Regions from separate parts of the Mustela erminea genome. Here region 1 is linked to region 2. A link is a contact called in public Hi-C data. All regions are on one chromosome and are shown on one strand. Each heading gives the region's core, a stretch centred on a gene start, on an enhancer-like site or on the middle of the called end of the contact. The rest is flanking DNA. Distances are from core to core; before and after follow the strand shown. Region 1 holds the start of TIPARP (protein mono-ADP-ribosyltransferase TIPARP). Region 2 holds the start of LEKR1 (leucine-, glutamate- and lysine-rich protein 1).

Region 1 (6,668 bases), core at 3,430-5,929, 150 kb after region 2:
ATATGCAACTTCTCAGGCATATACATATTGCACAGGGTGACATATGAATTGTTCAAATCATAAAACCTTCATTTTCTGGTTAGGTAAATAGTCTGCATTCAACCAGCGTGAAAAATCAGGGTAAATAGCCAAAAGAATAAAACCTGTCAGATTACTACTTAAAGAAACCACCCTACTAAGCATTTAGCCTCTTGACCTTCTCTATAGAATTTAACAGCTTTAAAGTAGTTATAAATACATACCCATACTTCATTCTCATTCTATCATTCTCTGGATTACAGTAAAATCTTTCCAAGTGCTCCTGGGAATCAGTGGATACACTCTGCCACTTTTGAGTAGTTGTCCTCTTGATCTGCCAATGATATGGCAAGACCGTGTGGTGCTTCAAACAATCCCTGCCATAAATACAAGTGCCTTGCAAAAAGTCCATGCAAATTTCAATTCCGTTCTCCTGGTGAGTATGGTACTGTAGCTGGTTTACCAGCTCAAACACAAGGTCAAGGGAAGCCTCTTCACTTTTGTCCTGAAAGAGCTCAGTACTCAACTTATCACTGGTGTCCAAAATGTATTGGATTGTAAAACTATTGTCTTGGAAAACCCCTGGAATGTAATCCATAACTTTGTCTATGCAGTCAGGACTAGCAGGAACATCACTTGAAACTGAATGCAAAAGGTCAGTCTGGAAGTGCCCTGCTGTAGAATCTGCCACCGTCCCACTAAGAGTTTCAGGTGGAAAGCTATGATCCTGGATTGGAACCACTTGTTCTGGAGCATCAGTGGAAGGATGGGCTTCTGGTATTTGGCCCCCAACACTTGTCCCATCAGGAATCAGAACAGACATACTATTTTCTGCTGGTGGACATGACGGACTGATTTCCAGGGGTTTTTTCACAATAGGTTCATGTAAGCTGCTCTCATCTGCACTCTGGTTTCTAGATCTGAAAACACCATCAAGTGATCCAGATTCTAGCAAAGTATTTAAAATGGGCCTCAAAGACCTCAGGGTTCCAGTTCCCAATCTCTTTTGCTCCTTTTTCTTAAAACAAGTCTTCAATGGAGTGATCTTCTCAGACAGTCTCATTTGGCATGAAAAATCATCAGGAGGAGAGGGAGGCTGCACTACACAGTCTGGCTCAGGTTCGGTGGTTTCCATTTCCATGGTGTGGATTAGCTCCAATTCTTCCTCAGAGTCTAAAAATCCTACCAGGAAAGAAAAGAAGATGATCATTTACAAGCTGACAACAACTGGTTCCCATTCATTCATCAAAATGTTTTGTTTCAGTCTGTGACTAAGTCCGTGAGGTCACTTGTCTTATACCATATTTCATCTTTATGAGTTAATTTTAAATTTTATTGAGAAATTAAGGCTCCAAAGAAGCTAAGGCTATTCAAAAGCCCAGAGCAGGTAAAGGTAAACCTTCCAACAGGCTCTTGACATTTATTTGCGGACAATATACAATTGGTAATTCTGCTGGGGTATGAATTTTTACTGTAAGTCTAGAGTGTGGTGGGGGGTGAGGGGTAAAAATAAGTGTGGCTAACAGATGACAACAGGGAAACCACATATCTGCTTTGTGGTTCTCTTCACAGTTGTTTCTTTATCACCAATCCCAGGAGGTGACAAAACCTGTTTCTTTGTTTTTTTTTTTTTTAAAAAAAAAGTTCACCAAATGAAGGATAAACTTCGAAGTTAAATAGTGAGTGAATTTAAAAGCATGAGGATATAGTCAAGAAACAGGGGCTCTCAATTGAAATGTTATATAGGAGAAAGCCAGGAGCATGTTGAAGTGTTTCTAAATTTCAATATATTCCCCAAGGATGTTAAGGGTCTACTTTTACAATCCCCAAAACATTACCACTATTGGAGGAAGAATACCAGTTGATTGTTTAGCAACAGAAGCTATATCAGCAGTAAACACTACACGCTGTCTTAGAAACCAAAACACAACTTCATAATTTAGAAAGGGCCTCCATATCCTTGTCTTCAGAAAAGTTACATATATGATTTTATCTATTAAAACAAATGAAGGCATGTTATAGAAAAATAATACAAGAATAAAAAACACACACCAAATGTGTTTCAATGAACTCCTGAGACCAAAAAAAGTGCTGTTTTCAAAGAATCAGAAAACTAAAACCTAAAGTAAAAAGCAAAGAAAACTTTGTAAAATGACAGTTCTCTCCACAGTCTAACATTCATTAACCAATTCTGAAAATATTTACTAAGCATTGTATGAGATGGAAGAGCTGGTGATGAGCAATTAATCTTCTCTCTTGGCCAACTGACCAAAAGAATAAGAGATCATTGATGTTAGGGCCCATGACTTCATCAAATACTCCTCCCAAGTGATCAGTACCATGTGAGTACAATGCACACGGTGGGTGCTCTATAATATTTTTTAACCGAATCACTGAAGAAAATGCACCTGTTAAATGAGTAGTTCTGTTAGCCTTTATAGGTCAACAACAGAATGATAAAACTGACTACCCAGAATAACAAGTATTAAAGATCTCATTGGAGAGGTTCATGAATCTATGTATAGAACATTCATAATGAACAAACTCAGAAATAAACAAAAACACAGTACAGTTAACCCCTGAACTAGGCCAGAGTGGGGACAGTTCAGGGAACTCACCCCTGGAAAAATCCGCTTTTAACTTCTTGCCTCTCGAAAAACTTAACTACTAATAGCCTACTGCCGACCAGAATTAACAAGCTGATTAACACGTTCTGTGTTATATGTATTATATACTGTATTCTTAAACAAAGTAAGCTAAAGAAAAGAAAATGTTATTGAGAATATCGCAGGAAAGAGAAAACATGTTCATAGTACTGTACAAATTCCGCATATAGGCGACCCCGGAAAGTTCAAATCCCTGTTCTTCAATGCTCAACTGTATATAACCAGGTGTTAGTGCACACGGTAAGTACAAAAGAAAAAGGCGGAAAGAGTTCAGTGTGAGCTGGCATTGTTAGGGAAAGCTTCACAAGGAGGGACTTGACATAAGACATAAATCAACTGGAAAGCAGCCAAGCCAGGCGTTATTATTCATCACTTGGTGATCTTGCCTCAAGGCACAATTGGCACAGATTGTGGTATTCCCTCTCCACCACACTAAATCCGCTTGTGTCTTCCCTCGCGTGTCTATGCGCGCACGCGCGCGGTCACACACTCACACACACACGACATTCCTCTCACCTCCAATCAAGGGAAAAGAGACACTGGAGGTGTATATACACACACACACATACACACAGACTATAACTTTTCTTGTTATTGCCCTCCGCCAGGCTCTGAAAGAAAGCAGAGAACTGAGGAGTGGCTGGAGTGGGGAAGTCACTAGAACCTAGTTCCTCAATTAGTTTGCATAACAGAAAAATAAAGACTGGAAGGACACTTCCTCCGGTCCCCCGCTGCAGGGACCTACCGCTCCACCCCTCGCCTCGTGATGTCCCCAGTCCTCCGGGACTCCCGGCCCCTGGCACCGAGCGCGGACACCACCATCTGCAAACTCAGGACTCCTCGTCGACCAGCCGCGACGCGACACCGGGACGCCGAGCCCGGGTCCGAGAGACGCCTCCTGCCGGCCGCGGCGGTTTTCGCAGCTCCGCCCCCCGGGCCGGGCCAACTCCGCTCAGCGCACCGCAGCTGAGGCGCCGCCGGGCTCGGCCAATTCCCGGCGTTCCGAAGCATCCCACCCCCTCAATGGCCCTCGGCAGGCACCGGAGCGCCCCCCGAACCCTAGCTGCAGCCTGGTCCCAACGAGCGCCCCCCGCCCCGCCCAGGCTTCCCTCCATCCCAGAAGCCCCTCACGGCGCCTTCCACAGTTAATTTCTTCCTCGCCTCCTCAACCGACCTTCCCGACAGGATCGTCCTGCCAGTCTCGGAGGCTCCAGAAAGGAGCCGAGAGGTGCAAGGGGAAACGCGGTCGGCGGCTCTCGGGGTGGCGGCCAGGAAACAGGCGAACACTTCTGCGCCTTCAAAGTTGATCTGAAAACAGCCTGCAAACTTCTGGGCTGCAGCCGGAATGCGGGTCTGCCGGAAGGCTCCCCTCAGCTGCCGTGCCCGGCGCCTCGATCTGCGAACTGCTCCTCCGCCTCAGAGCGCTCGGGGTCCGCCCGGCGGGGGAGGCCGCATAGACGCGCCCCCCGCGCCCACCCAGACCAAGTGGGAACCCGGAGACGCCGGCGACCGCGACTAAACCCTTCAGTGTCTCCCTCCGATTTATACACCTGCCCGAGGCCGTAAGTGATTAGTAAGTGTAAGCCAATCCCATCCCGATACTGACTGGATCCGAATGAATTCGGCAGGAAGAAAACGCACAGTCTAAATATCAATCACCCTAGATCCCCCGAAAGGCTGCGAGGCCGGCGCCACCGTCCGCGCCCGCCATCCCAGCTAGGGTCTCTCGCCCGCCCCTCAGAGCCCACCCGGAGCCCTTCACCTGATCGAGCAGCCTGAGAGAAGCGACCGCAGGAGCCGAGTCGCCGCCGCACCGCCGGCTCGCTGGTAGCGTCCGCGCGGGAGGATTGGCGCGGAGAGCGGGCTTGGGCGTCTAAGGGTCGCAGGCCGGAGACGCGACGAGCAGCGCACGGGCCATTCCGCCGCCGGGAGTGCAGAAAGCCGCGACCGCACTGCCGAACCAGCTCTCTCGCCTGTCACCGGGAGCTCTGCTTTAAAGTGGCTTCCGGTCGCCTCTTCTCGGCTGTCCCGTCGCGGAGGCGGAGCCTGAGCAGCGGGGGAAGAGGGGTGGGGTGAGAGGGCCCGGCGCTCAGTGGGTGCCGCTCAGGAGGCCCGCCCCACGTGCGCGTGCGCGCTCGCTTGCAGGGAGGCGCGCGAAGTGTGCGTGCGATGGCCGCGTGTTCCCGCGAGGGGGCGTGTCCTTCCGCGCGCCGGCTGGGTACCGGCGAGTCCAGGTCTGCGCGCGTTGGGGAGCGCGCGGCTGTGAGGAGGGGAAGTGTGGGCCGCGTGGGGCAGACTCTACGTGCCCGCAAACACACGGAGGATCACTGGGTTCCGAGGAAACCCGGGCACCCGAGAGAGGATGTGAGACAGAACGAGCCGTTTCTGTGCGGTTGGCTTTATTTGCCTCCTCACAAAACGCCTCTTGCCCTTGACGCCGCGGGACCCCGACAGGAGGCAAACGGCTGCTACAGCCGCTGTGGCCAGACGGGGTCGCCCGCCCCAAGCCTGACGGATGGCCCGCCGCGCACCCGAGTCGGCAGCCGGTCCGCCGCGGTCGCTAGCGCGCCAGTTTCAGGGGGAACGTAGCCTGACAGAAGGGAAACTCGGCTTTGGGGCTTTGACAGTAGAAGCGCGAATCTGTTCTAGAAAGCTTTTAAGTACCGTAATGACTAATTTATTCATTCAACAAATGTTTGTCGAGTGTCTGTTGCGTGCCAGGCATGCAACTAGGTTTAGGCTACAGCCCTGATTAACTCGGACGCCATGCCTCTTTTCATGGAACTTGCAGAACACCATGTATTCGTGTTTAAAATATACACTGCATGTGAATTTGCTATAGTTTCTGGACTATAAAATGTCTTGGTCTATAAAAGTCTTTGCTATAGTTTCTGGACTATAAAATGCCCTTCCTATATTGAATTTCAGTGATGGAAGTAGAGGCACTACGTTAGATTCATATAATCACTATTATATCGGAGGAGAAAGACCCTTTTGCTCAAAGTTAATTATGGCTGGGTGCCTGGGTGGCTCAGTGGGTTAAGCCGCTACCTTCGGCTCAGGTCATGATCTCAGGGTCCTGGGATCGAGTCCCGCATCGGGCTCTCTGCTCAGCCGGGAGCCTGCTTCCCTCTTTCTCTCTCTCTCTGCCTGCCTCTCTGCCTACTTGTGATCTCTCTGTCAAATAAATAAATAAAATCTTAAAAAAAAAAGTTAATTATGGCTATATCCCCCAGTAGCTGGCAGAAAAGGAGAAGGGAACACTGCTTGCGAAGAGATGCTCTCTGCCGGTGGCCTGAAATCTAAACCGACTGAATTCCATAATTCGGAGAGTTTCTGGGTTGAAAAAGCCAACTATTCCCTTACAAAACATGAAAGCCTGTAAAAATAGTAGCTAAGCAGCAGCAGTAGTAGAGATAATGGTTTCGAGCTTTCTTAAACTCTTCAAAACCAGATTGGGTGAAACACCAGCAGAAAATAGATTAAGGGTAGTACCTCCCCAGCGGCTTATTTCAAATTGCATCAAGTCATGGCCATTCAACTAAGATAGTAATGATATGGACAAAATTCAGACACTAATAGGTAAGATAGAATTTTCAGGCTTAACAGCTGTATTAAGACAGTATCTTGGTCTGTGCCTACCCCTACATAGAGTTACCTAGAAGCAAGTATCTAAGTTTAAATCTACCATTTTTACTATTTGGTCTTTGTCTCAATCTGTTCTATGGTCCTTAGATTTCATGCCTTCTTTTGGATTAAATATTTTTAATTCTATTCTCTCCCACCAGTAAGTTATACATTATTTTTATTTTCGTAGCAGTTCAGTTATTTATTGCTGTGTACAAACCACCCCAAAACTTAGTGATTTAGAATAACAGTTCTTATTTGCCCATGATTCTGGATTCTCTGGCTTTGGAATTCAGACAGTGCATAGTGCATGTGGCTCAGTTCTGCTTGGTGATGCCTAGGGTCTCAACTGGGGTG
Region 2 (6,656 bases), core at 3,908-6,407:
TTACTTATATAGTAACTTAAACACGAGAAAAATGCATTCTGCAACTCTTACAACAATAGTCAAAATAAATACATACTCTTATTCAAAACATTTATATTGTTAAACGTCCTCTAACTTGGCCAGCTTTTTCTCACCAGCAAGCTCTGTTACCCTGGCCTAGGATATCCTGTTCCCATCTGTCTATAGAAATACTCTGCCTTCAGGGGGTCTATTCCAGGTCTATCCCCCACATATAGCTTCTTATGTGGACCATCCCAATACCAGGGATTCCTCCCCCTTGCCTGCCACCTCTCCATTCTCAAAGAATATACTACTTTATATGATATTTAAATCATAAACTATCTTTTAGAGTAATTTTTTCATGTCATTATATATCCTCTTCTTTGGGATCTGCAGTGTGGGTATTGTTTCTTTCAGACTATTTTGGTCTGTTTCTCTTAATCTCTACCATACCAGCCTAGCACAATGGAAGGAACTCAGTTGAGTGAGAGAGGAAGAATACACCATGTCTTTAAAGATATAAAATCACCATTTTTCAGATATATATAGCATAGCTAAGCTCTCTGTGTGCTTATTATCTCTTACATGTAACTTAAAAGGTGAAGAAAATGAAATGCAATGGTTTAAAAGGTCTTTTTCTGGGTCTTTTCCCTTCCAGCTCCTGCTAGGTTGCATTTTACATAAATCTGAAGGACACGCAGTAACATTAAGCATCAAGTTAAATCAATGGAATGATTAATGCTAACAGGCAGCCCAAAGCAATGTGCACAAAGGATAAAAGCATATCTGAGAGATGACTGCAATTTTTAATTAAAAAGTAATGGATTGGTGGTTAATTAAGAGTTGACTGTAGATTTACTAAAAAACCTCAATGATTAATGATAGTTAATGTTTGAGGTTTCAATACACAATTTGTCAATCAGTTTCAAAGAGGTATTTTAAAAATTAAACTGTTAACAATGTATGCATTGCCAAAGTAAATATAGGGTAAATGCTTCTGCCTGAGGACAGATAAGAACTCACAGGGAGGAAAGGAGGATAGAAACTGTAAAGAAAAATTGATGTTCATCAGATTCAATGAGCAGATATATATGAAAGGTTTTAAAACAGTGTCTGGTACATGATAAGTGGCAAAAAATAAGATGAAACTGAAATAGACCTTTATATGGAGAGAGACACCAACATTTAGCATCACAACATTTAGCGTTTGTAACAAAAAGTTACAAAGTAACTGTAGTTTCTATAATAGCTTACACTAATTACCCATTTTGCAAATACAGAATAAGGTTCACTTAAAATTTTAAACAGGGCCATGTATTTCCATTTTTTATAAGCTTTCTTCTCCTGAAAAGCTACAAGAAAAGTACCTTAGTATTTAGACATTCCCGAGGCCCTCTTTTCACAAAAGCTCCACAAATACCTGGTCAAATACTATGCTGGAATTAAAGATGTCTCCTTCACAGGTTAACCATTCTTTGCACTAAACTGAACTCTAGTTTGGCCATTATGGTTATTCTCCTTAACCACTCCATCAGTTCATTGCAGATGCTCTGACGAAAATAAGTGTAAAACCTCTAAAATCATTCTCCCAGGTTTTACAACTAACTACCTTAAAATGTTCTTAATATTATGCTGTAATAACCCAATATCATACCTTTTGGATTTCTTCAGGTAATGCATGCATGGGGATGTGACGATCCATAATTTCCAAAATGTGAGTTCTCAAGTAAAATAATCTAAAAACATTGATAACAATAATCAGAATTGAAACAATGTGAATAAAATTCAAATTAAAAGATATAAGTTCTTAGGAGTACTCAGAGATGAATGGTGATAACTTTCAACAGTTATTCTGTCAACTCAATGTTAAAAGGTACAAACAACTGGGCTTTTCTCAGTTATTAGGCCACTAGAATGAAAAAGATAACAGACAACTTAGAAAACTTCTTTTTCTTTAGAACTTTATAGTCTAATTGTAATTTCTGTGGTGGTTTACTACTAACAATTTGTTTTGCAAATACAGAATAAATGTCACTTAAAATTTTAAACAGGCCCATTTATTTCTGTTTCCTTATAAAAGGGGGGTTCAAAAACTTAACAGAAAAATATCTAAATATAGTAGTTTAGTTCAGCAGATAGGAAAAACAATTGTGACACGAATGCTGGTTTAAAGGATGAAGTATGAAAAAGACAGTTATCAAATTAAATATCATCCGCAGACATGGAAGATCAGTGCATCAAAGCATGAGAAGTGTTCATTTTAAGATGAACATTTACATAATTTTGTTCAGATATTTTACTTTAATAGATTTTCATTTTCTTTTTTAAAACATTTTATTTATTTATTTGACAGACAGAGATCACAAGTAGGCAGAGAGGCAGGCAGAGAGGCAGGCAGAGAGGCAGGCAGAGAGCAGGAGTGGGAAGCAGGCTCCCCGTCGACCAGAGAGCCCCAAGCTCCCAGGACCCTGAGACCTTGGCCTGAGCCGAAGGCAGAGGGTTAACCCGCTGAGACACCCAGGTGCCCCAGATTTTCATTTTCTAATAAAAGAACTCAACATAAAATTCTTTTTTTTTTAAAGATTTATTTATTTATTTGACAGAGAGAGATTACAAGTAGGCAGAGAGGCAGGCAGAGAGAGAGAGGAGGAAGCAGGCTCCCTGCTGAGCAGAGAGCCCGATGCAGGACTCGATCCCAGGACCCTGAGATCACGACCTGAGCCGAAGGCAGGGGCTTAACCCACTGAGCCACCCAGGCACCCTCAACATAAAATTCTATCACTACTTTGTTATAACTGCACAAGGTGACTGAAGGAAGTACTTTCGGGTTTTTTTTTTTTTTTTAATCTTTCCCAACTATGGAGAGAGAATACACAGTCCAGTTTCGTAAGAAATGTTTATATATACATCTGAGGAGTGACGAGTAGAAAGAGGGCAGCGGAGTATGAACAGGCACAATTCCATAGCAAGGAAGAAAGTCTGAGGGCCAGGAGTGGTAGAGAAGGAACAACCTAGGAGTTCAGAAAAGAAACCTGTCTTATCTTTCGGGTGGGAATTGGAAACTATGGAAGGCTTCCTGAAGCCATCTGCTTTTGATCAGAGCATGATTTTGACACAAAGATAGACTGGAGGCAGAGTACTCTATCAGAGACAGCAACCTCAGCCACTACAGAGTGTTAGGGAAATTGTAGTTGACAAAAATTTCTGTAGTAGCAGTATTTTTTTTTAATCATGCAACCATTGTTGGAAAGAAAATTCCTCATCCCCTGTGTTAACACAAAGCCTGCTGTTTTAATGAGATGCTTTTTAAAAACAAATAACTAATGGACTCTCTTCCCATAGAAAGATAATGTGTGTGTGTGGTAAAGTTAACTGGAGTTAACTATGAGGGTAAAGTTAACTGACATAGCTAACATAGGCCCACATAGCCAAGTACATAATAATCTGATGTTCAGCAGACTGTCTCTGATGTGGCAAGAGCTCATTATTCACAGAAGGCTCATTATTCTCTCTTCTGTCATTTTACAATGGACTCACCATCAGTAAAATAAGATGGCATCACCTTAATTAAACTCTGGTAGGAGTAGAATTTTTCCTAAAATTACCAACGAAATCTCCTTTTTAAATTCCACCCATAAAATTATTTGAAAGTATGGATCTAGTGACAGTATAAACAAGGGACCAGTGGAACAGTTTTTGTTTAGTATCCTCTTCATCTCTACAACTATTCCAATTTTGTAGCCTTATTATAGCAAGTGGGGAAATTTGGCAGGTTCTGATTACTGAAGAATTAAATACTGCCAACCCGAAAAATCTCTCCACAATGCAGAAAGAAAACAGTCTTATTACTGAATAAGCATTTAACTAGATTGTGACGCACATCAGAGCCAATCTGCTAATGAGACTACAAAGACAGAAAGTAACTCCACTTTTTTTTATATAACTGTGTAGATACAATCCATTACATACATCTTCTCAAGAGAAACGGTAACTCATTCTCAATACAGTCTGTTATACAATTTCATAGTTTGTTTTCAATTGACCTAGTAACTGAAGAAGCTATCTGCGCTAGTTAATTGCGACTGTTCTAAGGAATACAAATCTCTAGGACAGAGCCCTTGGTACTAATGTAAGGAGCCTAGGCGAAATTTCCAAGGTGACAGATAGCTTCCTTGATGTTTACATTTTAAAGAAATTTTTCTCAAGTCCTCAAGAAAAATTGAGTCTTTTTAAAAATCGCATAGGTATTAAAGGAACGGTGGAAACATTCACAAATACAAAGTTTCTCAAGAAAGGGAAGGGGAAAGTCTCTTTCCCCTTTGGCAACACGGCAATTTTTTAAATTATTACTTCACTCGCACATTATTTTGCATGTTTTATGAAGTCAGTTTCTTTTATTCTTTCACATTACATACATGAAGGCTGCCCTTGAGCAAGAGGTGCGGTGAAACTGGCAGCAACCACTAAGTATTTGTGAACCTGCTCTTTAACAGGATCACAAGGAAGATGTCGAAAACACAGGAACGTCCTGGATTGTTCACTTCCGATTCCCTTCCTCACAGCAGTGTCACGTTGGGCCATTAAGTCACGTTCAGCTTTCGGGCCCTTCCGTAAACACACCCTTCCCCTGGTGTGAATCACCCGCAAACGAGCAGGTCACGGTCAGGTGAAACGAAGTTCACGTTCTAAGACATTCCTGAAGCGGCGGGATTTTCCAAATAGAAACCAACTGCAAGGCCAGCTAAGACTGCTGGATTTTGAAACCCGTCCCCTTCTAACCCCGTACCCTCGGGACCTGCTGTGGCAAGAGGAAGGAGGAGGGTGCAGGGCGGAGGACGAGCTGCGCTCTCGTTAGAGGACGCCGGGGCCAAGCGAGCTCGCGGAAGCTGTGCAGGGGCCGCAAAGGGGTGCGGGGGCGACGCTCGGGGCCACATTCCCTTGCCCCGGCGCCGCGGCTCAGCCTTCCGGCTCTCTCCCCCGGTGTCAGCACGCCTCCGCTCCGGAACTGCGTCCCGAGGACTGGGTAGGCCGGGGGGCACTCAAGGAAGTCATTCATTGTCTCACCTAGACCTCCACTCGGAGTGCGAACGGCTTTCGCGGTCTCCCCGGAGACCAAAGCTACGCGTCGGCTCGACGTCAGGGCGCAGTGACGTCACGGCCCACGCCGTTCGCCAACGCAGAGCGGGGCTCCCTTGCCACGCCTCGGGCCCCACGCGCCCGGCGGAAGCCGGAAAGCTCTCGACGGGGTTTGCGGGGAGTGAGGGGGCGGGGGGCGGGGAGGGGGGGGCTTGTCTGATACCGAGTGTTTTGTGAGGGAAGGAAGGGGCGCGAAGACGAACGTGGGGGAGGCCAGGCTGGAGTCCTAGTAGAAGCTGCTGAGAAGAGAAATGTCCCTAGGTTCAAGTGGGTTGGAGAGAGACTCAGCCTGCAGTGGTGGCCTAGGTCCCTGTACCTCTGATCCCTGGCTCTAGAGCCCGCAAAGCGGGCACAGCAGTGGGCCATTATAATACTGAGCGCCAAGAAGAGAAAAGCCTGTTGAAGAGGTCATGAGTATAAAGGGAAGCTCTGGTCATTGGCATTGCCACGAGGGCAATTGGGAAGGCGTTAGAATTTTCATAGCCCAAACTACTCGGGATGTAGTAAGGCTCATTCAGAAGGTACCCTGAGACTGCCCTCGTACACAAGTTATTTACAGGAGGCTGCGTAGCTTTACACGTGACTCTTCCTTCATAAAGCAAGTGTTTATTAATGACCTACTACTAAGAGACAAGCACTGCATACCGGAATGGGGTGATTCTGTGACTAACCCAGGTAGGGGCAGCTACTGGTGTGATTTTCAAGTGACTCTTAAATAGTCCCAATCTCACCTTTCCCAGGTATATGAGGTCGAAAATGTAGCTCTTACAAGAAAAATCGGATGTGGCTCACTAGCATGGAAAGAGACTTGTTACTTTCGGATGAAGTAAGGTTTAAGAAAGAGAAAACTAGTTAAAACCTATAGATTTAGAGGTGACCAAACCATGCAGAGCAGTGCTGAAACGGTAGTCAAACTGCTGGTGAGAGCTGTTTATTAATGAAAATGACAGCATGTAGTAGTGAACACTCCTAAAAGCCTTGTTCCCCAAAGTCTTAGAGGTAGATATACCCTGTACACTTAACCTGGCGGATATTTTTGCCCCAACGCCTACCAACGACTTTGAGATTCCACCCCCTCAAAGAGCGTTTTTCTCCATTTGGAAAAGGTAAGCAACAAGAGGACTGAAGAGGTTAAGGGGAGTAGAGGACAGCCAACAAAGTGATCAGGTAGGACATGCTTATGAGAAGTGCAAAGGACTTTCAAAAGCTGTTTATGTTCAGCATGTTTCTTTGAGGGACAATGAAGGTAGGATTGTTCTCAGTAATGGGGTTTAGACATGAGGCATAAAAAAAGGAGTTCATCTAGGTCCACTGAGTGCTTTATCTGGAACAGAAACTGTACACCTAAAGCAAGGTGACTTTTCTGAGGCAATAGTATTTATTGAGTACTTCGTGTATATGATAAGGAAAGGAAAGGAAACACCTTAAGGGTGGAAGAAGATAGAGCTGAAAGGCTGTAATTTGTTCTGTGATTTAATTTCATCTGTCCTTAGTCATCTCTACATAGCCTTGAGACCAGT

The links. A called contact is a pair of places that touch in the nucleus more often than the background predicts.
Region 1: a contact with region 2 is called in a Hi-C map of skeletal muscle, with 5 times the contacts expected there. The contact joins the promoter of TIPARP here to the promoter of LEKR1 in region 2. A contact is called at or near these places in 3 of 3 Hi-C or Micro-C datasets (fibroblasts, skeletal muscle and spleen).

Annotation. Positions count from the first base shown.
Region 1 is chr1:138,818,471-138,825,138 of mMusErm1.Pri, forward strand. It overlaps TIPARP (protein mono-ADP-ribosyltransferase TIPARP), which reads right to left and starts at 4,680. Exons shown (of 6, transcript XM_032343991.1): 1 at 4,447-4,680; 2 at 243-1,200. The coding sequence starts at 1,159.
Region 2 is chr1:138,667,183-138,673,838 of mMusErm1.Pri, forward strand. It overlaps LEKR1 (leucine-, glutamate- and lysine-rich protein 1), which reads right to left and starts at 5,158. Exons shown (of 13, transcript XM_032343951.1): 1 at 5,065-5,158; 2 at 1,655-1,736. The coding sequence starts at 1,702. LOC116591208 (a long non-coding RNA gene) reads left to right here and starts at 5,230. Exons shown (of 3, transcript XR_004285870.1): 1 at 5,230-5,811.